Regions from separate parts of the Ovis aries genome. Here region 2 is linked to region 1. The links are chromatin contacts, called in public Hi-C maps. All regions are on one chromosome and are shown on one strand. The core of a region is the stretch at or near the end of the contact, and the rest is flanking DNA. Distances in the headings are between cores, read along the strand shown. Region 1 overlaps PHC2 (polyhomeotic homolog 2). Region 2 has its middle 27 kb from the start of TRIM62.

Region 1 (5,580 bases), core at 2,880-5,379:
AAGGCCGTCACCCATGCAGCCCACCCGTCTGCCCTCAGTGGCTGAGAAGACCTCAGTCTTCAGTCAACAGAATGCTTATGCACCTACTGTATGCCAGAGTTCATGTCAGCCCCGGGTGCACCGTGGACCCTGTCCTCCTGGAGCTTGTGGTGGGGAGGCAGCAAGTACACAGAAACCCACATAGACGAGAAAGCAAAGTAGCTAAATATCAGACTGCTGACAAGCTCTCCCAAAGAGGAGAGTAACAAGGAGGCCCACCTTAGTCTGGGGGTGGGTGGGGACCTATCTGCTGGAGGAACGGTGAGTGAATGAATGGATGCCTGCTGGAGAAACGGTGAAAGGAGGAGAGGAAGCTGGCCAAGGGGAGGGCACAGGCTGGATGTTCCAGACAGTCTGTGCCCAGCTCACCATGTGGGAGCCTGTGAGCAGGGTATAACAGAGGGGGGCGGGGTGAGGGGCTGAAGAAAGTTGGAAACATGGGTGATGGTCTAGCTGACAGCTGGAGTGCTTCTGTGTAAATGCTCGGCCTCGTGTAAGCCTTTCGGCAATCCTGCAGGCAGTCCCCACTGTATAAAAGAGGAAGCCGAGGCACTTGCTTGAGGCCCCGTAGATGGGCCAGAGTAAGGACATGACTCCTCATCAGTGCCCTGCAGTGCATCCCATGGTGGGTGAGGGCCAAGGGACTGGCTGGAGGAGATCTGGGCCTCAGTGACAAGGATTCTTCTTTCCCAGGCAAGCCTGGTGGCCAACCGACAAGGGAGCACTTCAGGCAGCAGTGTGTCCGCACAGGCCCCTGGCCAGTCATCCTCGGTGAGTAGGGTGGGGAGCAGTAGGCCAAGCCCACGGTTCCAAGACCACTTCCTTCCTCTTTGCCCAAAATGCTCATGAGCCTCCTGATGCAACGGTGGTGAATCCTCAGTCATGTAGAATCATGGCTGGAATCCATTACTCTTGCCAGAAAAAAAATGTGTGCCACTTTCTAATTTCGGTTAGTAACTCCCTGTCATCTTTACACTGTCAGGGCTCCCAGTTCATGGCTCAGCCCCCTTCCAACAGCACTGCACACAGGCCAGAGACGCAGCAGGGCTGAGGGGAGATCCAGGACCCAGGGATCAGAGCTGGTCCTAAAGAAGGCTGAGTCCACCAAGGAACAGGGGAGGTGGAGAGAAAGAAGTGGATGAGGGGTGCAGAGTTAAGCCACAGAAGCACCCGTTTCCTACTGCACGTGTCTCTCTCCCCAGATCAACCTGGCAGCCTCCCCAGCAGCAGCCCAGCTCATCAACCGGGCACAGAGTGTCAACTCGGCCGCAGCCTCGGGCATCACCCAGCAGGCTGTGCTTCTGGGCAACACGTCTTCTCCAGCCCTGACTGCAAGTCAAGCACAGATGTATCTCCGGGCACAGATGGTGAGTCCCCAGCCTGGGCCATGGCTCAGGTAAGCCAGGAGGACAGAGGCAGAGAAGTTGGGAGCTGGGCGATTAAAGAAGGGTGGCAATTAGAGAAAGGTGGGAAAGAAGCACCAGGTGGACAGTTGGTAGGAAAGCAGGGATGACATAAAGAAGGCGGCCTGGAAGGCTGACGGGAGCTTTGATATTGGCTCCATGACTCAAAGAAAGGTAGGGTTCCAGGCCAAAATTAAGTTACCCATGATGCCTCCTTTCCTTTCCCTCGGAGAATGAAACAGAATTATCCTCCTCTTACCAGAAACCACTCCCTAAAATTAGTTACAGTAGGGGACCCACGGGTCTGTGCCCAGGTGGTCTGTCCCCTCAGACACGTGAGACAAGCAACTGCACAAACATCCGAGTACCCTGCGGAAGTGGGGTCTCAGTCCGCTGGGGCTGTCCTGCAGGGATTGGCCACTAGTTCAAGGCCAAGAGTGCATTCCAGCCCAGGTGGTGAAGGCGGCCGCCAGCTCCAGAAACTCTGTTGCCGCCACTGCATTCCCAGCCGGGCCTCCATTCCCATCAGGGCCACCCAGTCAAGCATCCATCAGGTGGGCTTGCTTGGGCCGAATGCACTCAGGACGGTATCAGCCCTCCACACACATACCTAGAGTCCCGCCTTGACACCTGTCCCTAAGAGGTACAGAGGCCATAAGAAGCTGAGGGGTTCCTAAAATAAGCAGACTTTCCCAGGAAAGCAGCAGGATTTGTTCACCCAAGGAAGCAGGCAGGTCTAGGTCTAGGTCTAGATTGGGCTCAGCCCACTCTGAGTCTGGTCTCCCAACCCTGCTCTGAATTGTTCTCTCTCCAGCTCCTTGACATGCCATCCTAAAGGCTGTACGGCCCCAGCCCTCGTTTAGTTTTTGTGGCCAGAGCTTGACACTGGGAGCTTTTCTAGTTCTGCTCCAGTTCTTGACTCTGAACTCACTGAGGTGCAGCTCCTTTCCTGGGGAATAGCCTCAGACACCCATGGGGACCAGACTTCCACTTCTCCAGGGAGCTAGACAGCCCATGTGACACCACCCACACCTGCTCTGTCTTCAGTTTACCCCACCCCTTCTCTGGCTCAATTGCACCCGCTGGAGCCCTAGAGCCTGGCCACCTCCCTCCCCAAAGTGGGGTGCCCTCGCTCAGAGGAGCAGATGTGCCGTCATATACATGTCCAGAGCTGGACTCGCAAGGGTGGGAGTGTCGCACAGAGACCCTCAGTCCCTACGCGCCGTGCAAGGAGATATAGACACGAGTACAGCTTGGTTTCTCTTGGTTCCTTTAGCACTGTTGTCTCTGCTCATGCATGTACACACACACACACACACACACACACACACACACACACACACACACACACACACACACACACAGCCTAATCTAAATTTGACTAAAAAGTGGCCAAAAGAATCTAATCTGATCCTTTCTGGCAGAAAGTCCTGTTCTGACCCACACCTAGAGTCCAGAGCAGGTTAGATTTTTTTTTTTGATTTTTATCTTGTATTGGGGTATAGCTGATTAACAGACAATGTTGTGATGGTTTCAGGTGAACAGCGAAGGGACTCAGTCATACATACACGCGTATCCATTCTCCCCCAAACTCCCCTCCCATCCAGGCTGCCACATAACTTGCAGGTGAGATTTAGAACATGGTTCCAGGGCATCTGTCTCAGCCCAGGGGCCCTGCTCCCCAGGATGCTGCAGAGAGGGACTTGAGGGTGTCTGGCCATCATTATTGGTCCCTTCTCTGGGGTGAGCTCTTAGCAGAGGCTTCTGAAGTACACCTGACTTGGTGCAACCCCAGGACAGCACCCTAGCTCTGGCCCTTCCCTGCCTGGCCTGGATCAGGACTTGAGGGGGCTCTTGAGATTTTCAGGAGGCACCCCTGGACTCTCTCCCTCTCCCACCTCCCCCACGTCCTCCCCCCAACCCCGTCTGCTCCCTGGCTGAGCTGTCGTGTCCTGTGGCTGAGCCCACATTGGGCAGGTAAAAGGCACCTCGTTTCCTGTGATTCCAGGCCCAGCCAGGTAACCTGGTGCAGGTAGCTAGGAGCCTAGGCGGCACTGTTCCTTTGTCCCCTCAGCTCATCTTCACGCCCACGGCCACCGTCGCTACCGTGCAGCCTGAGCTCGGCACTGGCTCCCCCGCCCGGCCCCCCACCCCTGCCCAGGTGAGGATTCCATGCTTGTGGGCGGGCAGGGGGGTGGGGACCCCTGCCATGGGGGCAATGATGCTGGGTCTGGGCCTGAGCCCTGGAAGAGCTTTGAACGTCTCGGGGTGCTCCAGGAAAGCAGGTGGGAGACGGCGTCCCATTACCCCTAGACTCACTCCTTGACTCCTCGCTGAGAAGGCCTCGGCCACTCCGGACCCTGCTTCGGGCCCTGACCACAGGGCAGGAGCAAGTGTGATTGCCAGAACCGGTGGCCCTCACTACCTTATACCCTCCCCAGGATGAGCTCTGATGTCATTGCTTTTTAAGAGGAAAATTCCACTCTGATTACACATGTTAGCAGCTCTAGGAATCAGGAAAAACGGCATGGAAGAGGGAGCAAGGATGAGTCCTAGGTCCCTTCTTTCTGCTGGGAGCACACAGACACAGCTGTGGCTGTAAAGATTCTGTGGGTGGTGGGGAGGAACCAGCCCCATCTAAGGGATAGGGGTCAGACGCGAGTCTGGCACAGCCTCCGTGTGTCCAGCAGAGGGTGCCAGGGACCAAGTTGAGTCAGCCTGGCCGTGCTGATGTGTAAACCCTATCCTCAGGACAGGATAATCCTTCACCTGGGAGACCTTGCTGGTCGATTCACTTTCACTTTTGCCCTGGCCTTTCCCAGTGTGGGAAGCCCCATGCCCTGCCATGATTCTTTCTAAGTGGTACGCAGCCCATCCTGATAGATTGGGGGAGGAGGGGAGGTAACAGAAGGGAGAAGCAGCCCCAGCCTCCCTTCCCCAGTCTGCCCCAGCCAAGGCAGACATCCCTGCTCAGAATTTGGTTTCTTCTGCAGATGAATCCAATGACCAGCACACTGTCTGTCCCCTTTAGAAACTCTGCTCCTGGTTTCTCCTTCAGCCCCTTGTCTCTTGTCTCTCTCTTTCTTTCCGATCTAACAGCTCACTCTCACGTTCAGCATTCCTGGATCCGTCCCTAACTCCTTCCCTGTCTGAACTATGTGTCGGCATTGCTCATACCCACATTCTCTGGACTCCTACAGACCCCTCTTTTCCAGGTACAGAACTTGACCCTCCGATCACAGCAGACACCAGCTGCAGCAGCCTCGGGCCCTACCCCCACCCAGCCTGTCCTGAGCAGCTTGGCCCTGAAGCCCACGCCAAGTGGTAGCCAGCCTCTGCCTACCCCATCACAGGGCAGAAACACTGCTCAGGGTTCCCCTGCAGGTGCCAAGTCTGGCACAACCGACAGTGTGACAGAGCCACTCAAGAGAGGAGACAGCAACGGCAGTGTGCCCGGGAGCTTGGAGGGCCGGGCTGGGCTCAGCCGGATGGTGCCCGCCGTGGCTACCCACCCGCTCATTGCACCAGGTAAGCACTCCAGGAGGAAGGATCCTATCCCTGAAAACTCAGAAGGACGATGGGTCAGGGGGAAATTTTCACACTCTCCTATTTCCCATGGGCAAGATAAGGTGTCAGCCGTGGATCTCTCTTTCCCCTTTTCTACAGTCTTGAGATGTTCTCCAGCTCCAGAGTCTATTTCATGCTTCTCGTCCAGCTTTAAAGAAGGAAGCCATGTTAGTGGAAACAAATGGGACCTTCTTTTTCTTTTTTTTAAGAGGAGAACCTTGTTCATATAAATGGTCCATCATTTAATTTTCTTTTATTTGGCCACACCATGTGTCATGCCGGATCTTAGTTCCCCATCCAGGGATCGAACCTGTGCCCCATGTAGTGGGAGCACAGAGTTTTAACCACTGGACCACCAGGGCAATCCCAAATAAGACCTTCTTCACAATGGGTACCATGATTCTCAGGGTACCAAATCATAGCTCTTCACCTAGGCAGTGGAGGTTTGGCAGTTACACTATTTTGTAATTCTCTAAGAGTCAGCAAAAAAAAGGACAGGGGCTAGCCAGAGGCATGTAAGAACCACACAGGGAGATGAGGAAGTGAGAAGTTTATTTTCTCGTCACTCAAC
Region 2 (5,810 bases), core at 3,119-5,618, 140 kb after region 1:
CTGTTTCTATTACATATTTTTTTCTCTTGATTTTGCTGTCAATTCATGTTTCTTTGTATATCTTAAATTTTTAATAAAATTTGACCTTATGCATTAAAAAATGTAGAGATAATATGAAGCTCTGGCTTATGTTGCCATCCTCAAGAAAGAATATACTTTCACTTTCAACAAATATTAGAGGCAGATCACCTTAATGCTATTAGAGATTGAGCTGACCTGAAGCTGGTCCACAGTGTTTACAATGGCTAGTCTATTTGTGATTCACTTAAAATCTCAAACCAAGAAAAGGGCCATGAAGGAGGTAAACTGAATGGTGGATAGAAATTTGGGATTGGAGTGAGAAGTGGATGCTTTCTTAGCTAGGGTGCTCAAGGAAGGCCTTTGTGAGAGGTGATAGTGAGGTGCTGCCTGAATGAGGAGAAAGAAACAGCCATGTGAAGATGTAGGTTCTTCCAGATAAAGTGAGCAGTAAATGCAAGCTCTCTGAAACAGACATGAGATTGGCAGCTTTGTGAAATAGAAACAGGACATGATGGCATTACAAAGTATGTAAGTGTCAGATATTAGCTGCCCTGGCAAAAAGCATGAGTTTCATTCCAGATGCAATGGGAAATTATTGAAGGGTTTTACCCAAGACAATGATAAGATCATTTATATTTTTGAAAAATTTCTCTGGTTGCTATGTGGAGAAATGTTTATGACGGAACAAGAATTGAAGCAGAGAGACCACTGATAAGGCTATTTGCAGTCACCCAAGTGACGGATGATGGTGGCCTTGACTAGGGTGGCAGTGCAAATAAAGAGAAATAGATGGGCTTGAGATAAATGTTGGAGGAAGGATTGGCAGGGCTTGTTGCTGGGTTAGGTATGGGGTAGGAAGACAAGGGTTTGAGTAATTGGGTGGATGGTTGTGCCTTATATCAAGATGGGAAAGTGCAGGAAAGGCATAGATTTGGGGGGAAAAAGTCAAGAGTTCCATTTAGAAGACATTTACTTGCTCTACAAGTGGCATTAAGTTGGTGTCTTTCAGTTGTAAGTATCAAACTGGCTTAAGCAAAAATAGGAAATCATTGGCTGACTCTGCTGGGAAATACACCCTCATAAACAGCTAGATCCAGGCACTCTGTCATCACAACACACACCCACACTCACACACACACACACACTCTCTCTCTCTCTCTCCATTATGCTCTTCTCCTCCTCCTTCTCAGAGATGATTTAGGACTTGAATGCCTGCAGTCATGCCCCTCTCACCAGGGAAACTGTCTACAATAGGAAAAAGGGCAGCCATCCCCCACCTGTGCTCCTATTGCTGAATTCTTCTGCTCCATCCCTCGCACTGTGTGAGATGACCTATCTACCTAGGAAGAGGCTGGTGGAGAAGGCAGTGGCAACCCACTCCGTCACTCTTGCCTGGAGAATCCCATGGACGGAGGAGCCTGGTGGGCTGCAGTCCATGGGGTCGCAAAGAGTCGGACTCGACGGAGCGACTTCACTTTCACTTTTCACTTTCACGCATTGGAGAAGGAAATGGCAACCCACTCCAGTGTTCTTGCCTGGAGAATCCCAGGGACGGAGGAGCCTTGTGGGCTGCAGTCCATGGGGTCGCACAGAGTCGGACACGACTGAGGCGACTTAGCAGCAGCAGCAGGAAGAGGCTGGACACCCCTCAAGTGTAAGAACCACATCTTATCCTCTCTGAACCCCTAGCTTAGTAAAATAAGTGAATCAGCTTTGGAGTCAGACACCTGGATTCCACAAAGCTCTGACATTTACAGTGGTAGCTGTGTGGCCTTGGACAAGTCACTTAACCTCTCTGAGATTTTCCTCATCCGTAAACTAATGATTAAAAATATGTAATTGGGTAGGTTATGAGGATTAAATAAGATCTTGAAGAGAAATGCCTGGTACAGTTCAGGTACTCTATGGTTTGATAAATGAGGACATAGAGGCTGTAGCATGCACCCTGGGTTTGATCTTCGAGAAACAAGTGGGGAGATGTGAAGCTGAGTAGAGCTTAGCAGGTGGGGAGGGAAACCAGCTTGGGGCAGTGGGCAGGGATGCCTGACACTCACTGTGCAGTTTTCTTGATCAGCCCCACCCCAAACCTGGCCTCAGACCAAACTTGCCTGGTGGGGACCCTTCTGAGGGTCCCCACCCTCACCAAGACAGGCCCTGTCCTGTACCCCACTCCTCTGCCTGCGGCTGGGGCTTGCTAAAGCCACATACATTCCTGAGGTGTCGATAATATTCTGGAAGCCACGCCTACCACCCACTGCCTACCTCAGGCTGGATAGGAAAGGAGCACACGCTGCCCCCCTCCATACAGCAGGGGCTGCTGGCCAGGACACGTGCACACACCCTGGCCCCTTCTTCCCAGAATCACAGACAGCACAGCTTTAAGGAACCTGAAAGAGTCCCCAGCACCCTCCTTCACAGATGCCCGTGGCCCTGCCAATCTGTGAAAGGCCCCACCACATTCCCCCAGTTAGCACCAACCAGCTTTGTCCTCCCCCATGAAGCCCACAAATTTTAAAAACATGCTCAGAACCCTTTGACATCAGGGAAACCATGCCTAGGGTGACCTAATGATGGACGAATGTACTGATCACTGTTTGGGTATCTTTACATTGACGATGGCTCCCAGGACTCTGGGTGCCCGGGACCCAGGTGGAAACCCACTCATCTTCATGGGTGCAGCACGCAGTCCAACCAGGACTGAGGAAGGTGGTGCAGAGAGAAGATGGGAGCTCTTAGCCTCTAGGGTCAAACAGAGGACAGTGCCCTGACTCCCTGACTCTGCACTTGTGACCCAGGGGCAAATGGTTTAACCTCTCTGAGCTCCTGTGACCTCCTCTGTAAAACAGGGCTTGACAACAAGGCAAGCAAGGATTAAGTCAAGTAACATTTGTAAAGAAGTTAGCAGGAGGCTGGACATACAGTAAGCAATCTATAAAGTGAAGATCATCGTTAATAGAAACAAAGAATAAAAGTCTATGATTCCTGTCTCAGATTGGGACCAGGTTGGAGATTGAACAAACCCCCCTTCCCAACCCTGCCAGCATTGTAGAGTCCCAGGACCTCATTACCTCTTACCTGCCCACCTCTCCTCCCCCAGAAACCCACAGCTTAGGGTCCTGGGCCCAGCCCTGTCCTCCAACTCCTGCCCTCTCTGCCTGATGACTCATCCCAGCTCCAGGCCATAGTTGTTCCCATCAGAAACCCACTTTTCCGGTTTCCCCTCCTGAGTCGGGGACCCCTTGGGCCCTGCCTTGCTCCTAGCTTAAGGGAGTGGTAGGGGATGCTGAGTCAAATACAGGTCTCTCTCTTGTCCCCCTCCCCTGACCTGGGACCTCGAGGGAGCTGGGGGAGCCAGGTGAGGGGAGAGATGGGAGCGAAAGCAGGGAAGGAGATGATCCCCTCCCTTGGCCTGAATTATATCTAGAGCAGCTCTGATTCCTGGGCAGGGATGGACCCAGGTTTTGCAGGCCTAGGGGGAGTGGGGAGGTAAGACAGGGAGGAGGGGAAAGGTCAGGCTAGAGCTAGGATTTCCCACTGCTGGGGATTGGCAGGGGCGGGGGCGGTGGGGTGGGGGCTGGTCCTGGAAGTCCCTCTAGCAAGTCAAACTCGGCAAAGTGCAAGCAGAACTCCTCTCCTCTGTGAGCAATCTGCACCTCCCCCAGCGGGCCCTGCAGTCCCTCAGGTAGAGCTCACCACTCATCCACCCTTCCTCTGCCCAGCGCATCTCATCGGTTGCCAGTGCTGGCCTTTTTTGCCTCTCTCTCACTGGTCTCTCCCACCCACGTCTTCCCCACTGCCTGGTGTGGACCTGTATTACCTCTTCCCCTCCTCCCTGGTCTCCCCTCCTGCAATCTCCCTCCACACAGCCAGTTCACCAGGGATCTTCCTTACATCGAACCAATCAAACATGGGGCAGGCTTGGGAAGGAGCAAACACAGCCATGATGGCAGGAGCCAGAGCTTCCCTCTGTTCAGTCGGTTGAATTATGGGGCTGGGGGGTGGGGTGGGGGGGCAGGGGGGAGGGAGCTGGGTGGCCTGGGCTGTACTCTCTGAGCACATGCACCTGCCAGACTACAGCGTCCCTCTATTCATGGTTCCTTCATCACACGCTGGGAAGGGTATCATTGGACCCATTTTACAGATGAGAAAACTGAGAGGTAAGGAGGTCATAAAAGTTGTGCCCAACCTACAGCTGGGAGGTGACAGAGTTGGAGTTTGACTTCAGTCTAATTTTAGAAATGGATTCTCTTCAATGTTCACAGCTGTCTCCAGAGACTAAGGAGAAGAATCTGTGTTGGGGGCCCCTGAAGTGTCAGTGGACCAAGTGGTTTCCTGAAAAGCTCTCTGAAAGGGTCTTTGTGCCTGTGTGTGCGCGCGCGCGTGCGCCCTACTCCAGGCAGGCCTGAGTGTGTCCTGCCTGAAAATGAATCTTGCCCACTGCTGCCCTCCGCTGACCAGAGGCAGAATTGCTTCAGTCTCTTGGGAATCTGACTGCAGGGGACCATGTTGCCCAACCCTAAGGACCCTGAAAAACCAGGTGGTCTGAGGTTAAATCTCTAATATATAAAGAGCTCTTAAAAAGCAATAAGAAACAAACAGACCCAACAGAAAAATAGATAAAGGACATAAACAGACCATTTGACAATAGAAAATATCCAAATAGCTAATAAGCAGATGATCAACCTCACTAACAAACCAAAGAAATGAAAATAAAAACAATATCCAACCTAGACAACCTAGACAGCATATTGCAAAGCAGAGATAGTACTTTGCTGACAAAGGTCTGTCGAGTCAAAGCTATGGTTTTTCCAGTAGTCATGTATGGATATGAGAGTTGGACCATAAAGAAGGTTGAGCACCAATGAATTGATGTTTCTGAATTGTGGTGTTGAAGAAGACTTTGAGAGTCCCTTGGACTGCAAGGCGATCCAACCAGTCCATCCTAAAGGAAATCAGTCCTGAATATTCATTGGAAGGACTGATGCTGAAGCTGAAACTCCAATACTTTGGCCACCTGATTCGAAGAACCGACTCATTGGAAAAGACCCTGATGCTAGGAAAGATTGAAGGCAGGAGGAGAAAAGGATGGCAGAGAATGAGATGGTTGGATGGCATCACCAACTCGATGGACATGAGTTAGAGCAAGCTCTAGGAGTTGGTGATGGACAGGGAAGCCTGGTGTGCTGCCATCCATGGGGTCCCAAAAGAGTCAGACATGACTGAGAGATTGAGCTGAACTGAACTGAAGGACCCTGAAGAACCAGGCGGTCTGAGGTTCAGTTCAGTTCAGTCTCTCAGTCGTGTCCGACTCTCTGTGACCCCACGAATCGCAGCATGCCAGGCCTCTCTGTTCATCACCATCTCCCGGAGTTCACTCAGACTCACGTCCATCAAGTCCGTGATGCCATCCAGCCATCTCATCCTTGGTCGTCCCCTTCTCCTCCTGCCCCCAATCCCTCCCAGCATCAGAGTCTTTTCCAATGAGTCAACTCGTCGCATGAGGTGGCCAAAGTACTGGAGTTTCAGCTTTAGCATCATTCCTTCCAAAGGAATCCCAGGGTTGATCTCCTTCAGAACAGACTGGTTGGATCTCCTTGCAGTCCAAGGGACTCTCAAGAGTCTTCTCCAACACCACAGTTCAAAAGCATCAATTCTTCGGTGCTCAGCCTTCTTCACAGTCCAACTCTCACATCCATACATGACTACAGGAAAAACCATAGCCTTGACTAGACGGACCTTAGTCGGCAAAGTAATGTCTCTGCTTTTGAATATACTATCTAGGTTGGTCA

The links. A called contact is a pair of places that touch in the nucleus more often than the background predicts.
Region 2: a contact with region 1 is called in a Hi-C map of hypothalamus, with 3 times the contacts expected there. The contact joins two enhancer-like sites. A contact is called at or near these places in 6 of 16 Hi-C or Micro-C datasets (hypothalamus, liver, mixed tissues and 3 more).

What each region holds. Positions count from the first base shown.
Region 1 is chr2:234,313,727-234,319,306 of ARS-UI_Ramb_v3.0, forward strand. PHC2 (polyhomeotic homolog 2) reads left to right here. Exons shown (of 14, transcript XM_060411367.1): 4 at 733-810; 5 at 1,242-1,406; 6 at 4,658-4,970. Among named protein-coding and RNA genes, the nearest start is that of A3GALT2, 44 kb to the right of the region's middle. Within about 2 kb of position 4,130, at least 12 of the 54 cell types and tissues checked have an H3K27ac peak or open chromatin away from gene starts, as enhancers often do. A contact at or near this core is called in hypothalamus, where this site is marked.
Region 2 is chr2:234,455,018-234,460,827 of ARS-UI_Ramb_v3.0, forward strand. No RefSeq gene overlaps it. Among named protein-coding and RNA genes, the nearest start is that of TRIM62, 27 kb to the right of the region's middle. Within about 2 kb of position 4,369, at least 2 of the 54 cell types and tissues checked have an H3K27ac peak or open chromatin away from gene starts, as enhancers often do. A contact at or near this core is called in hypothalamus, where this site is marked.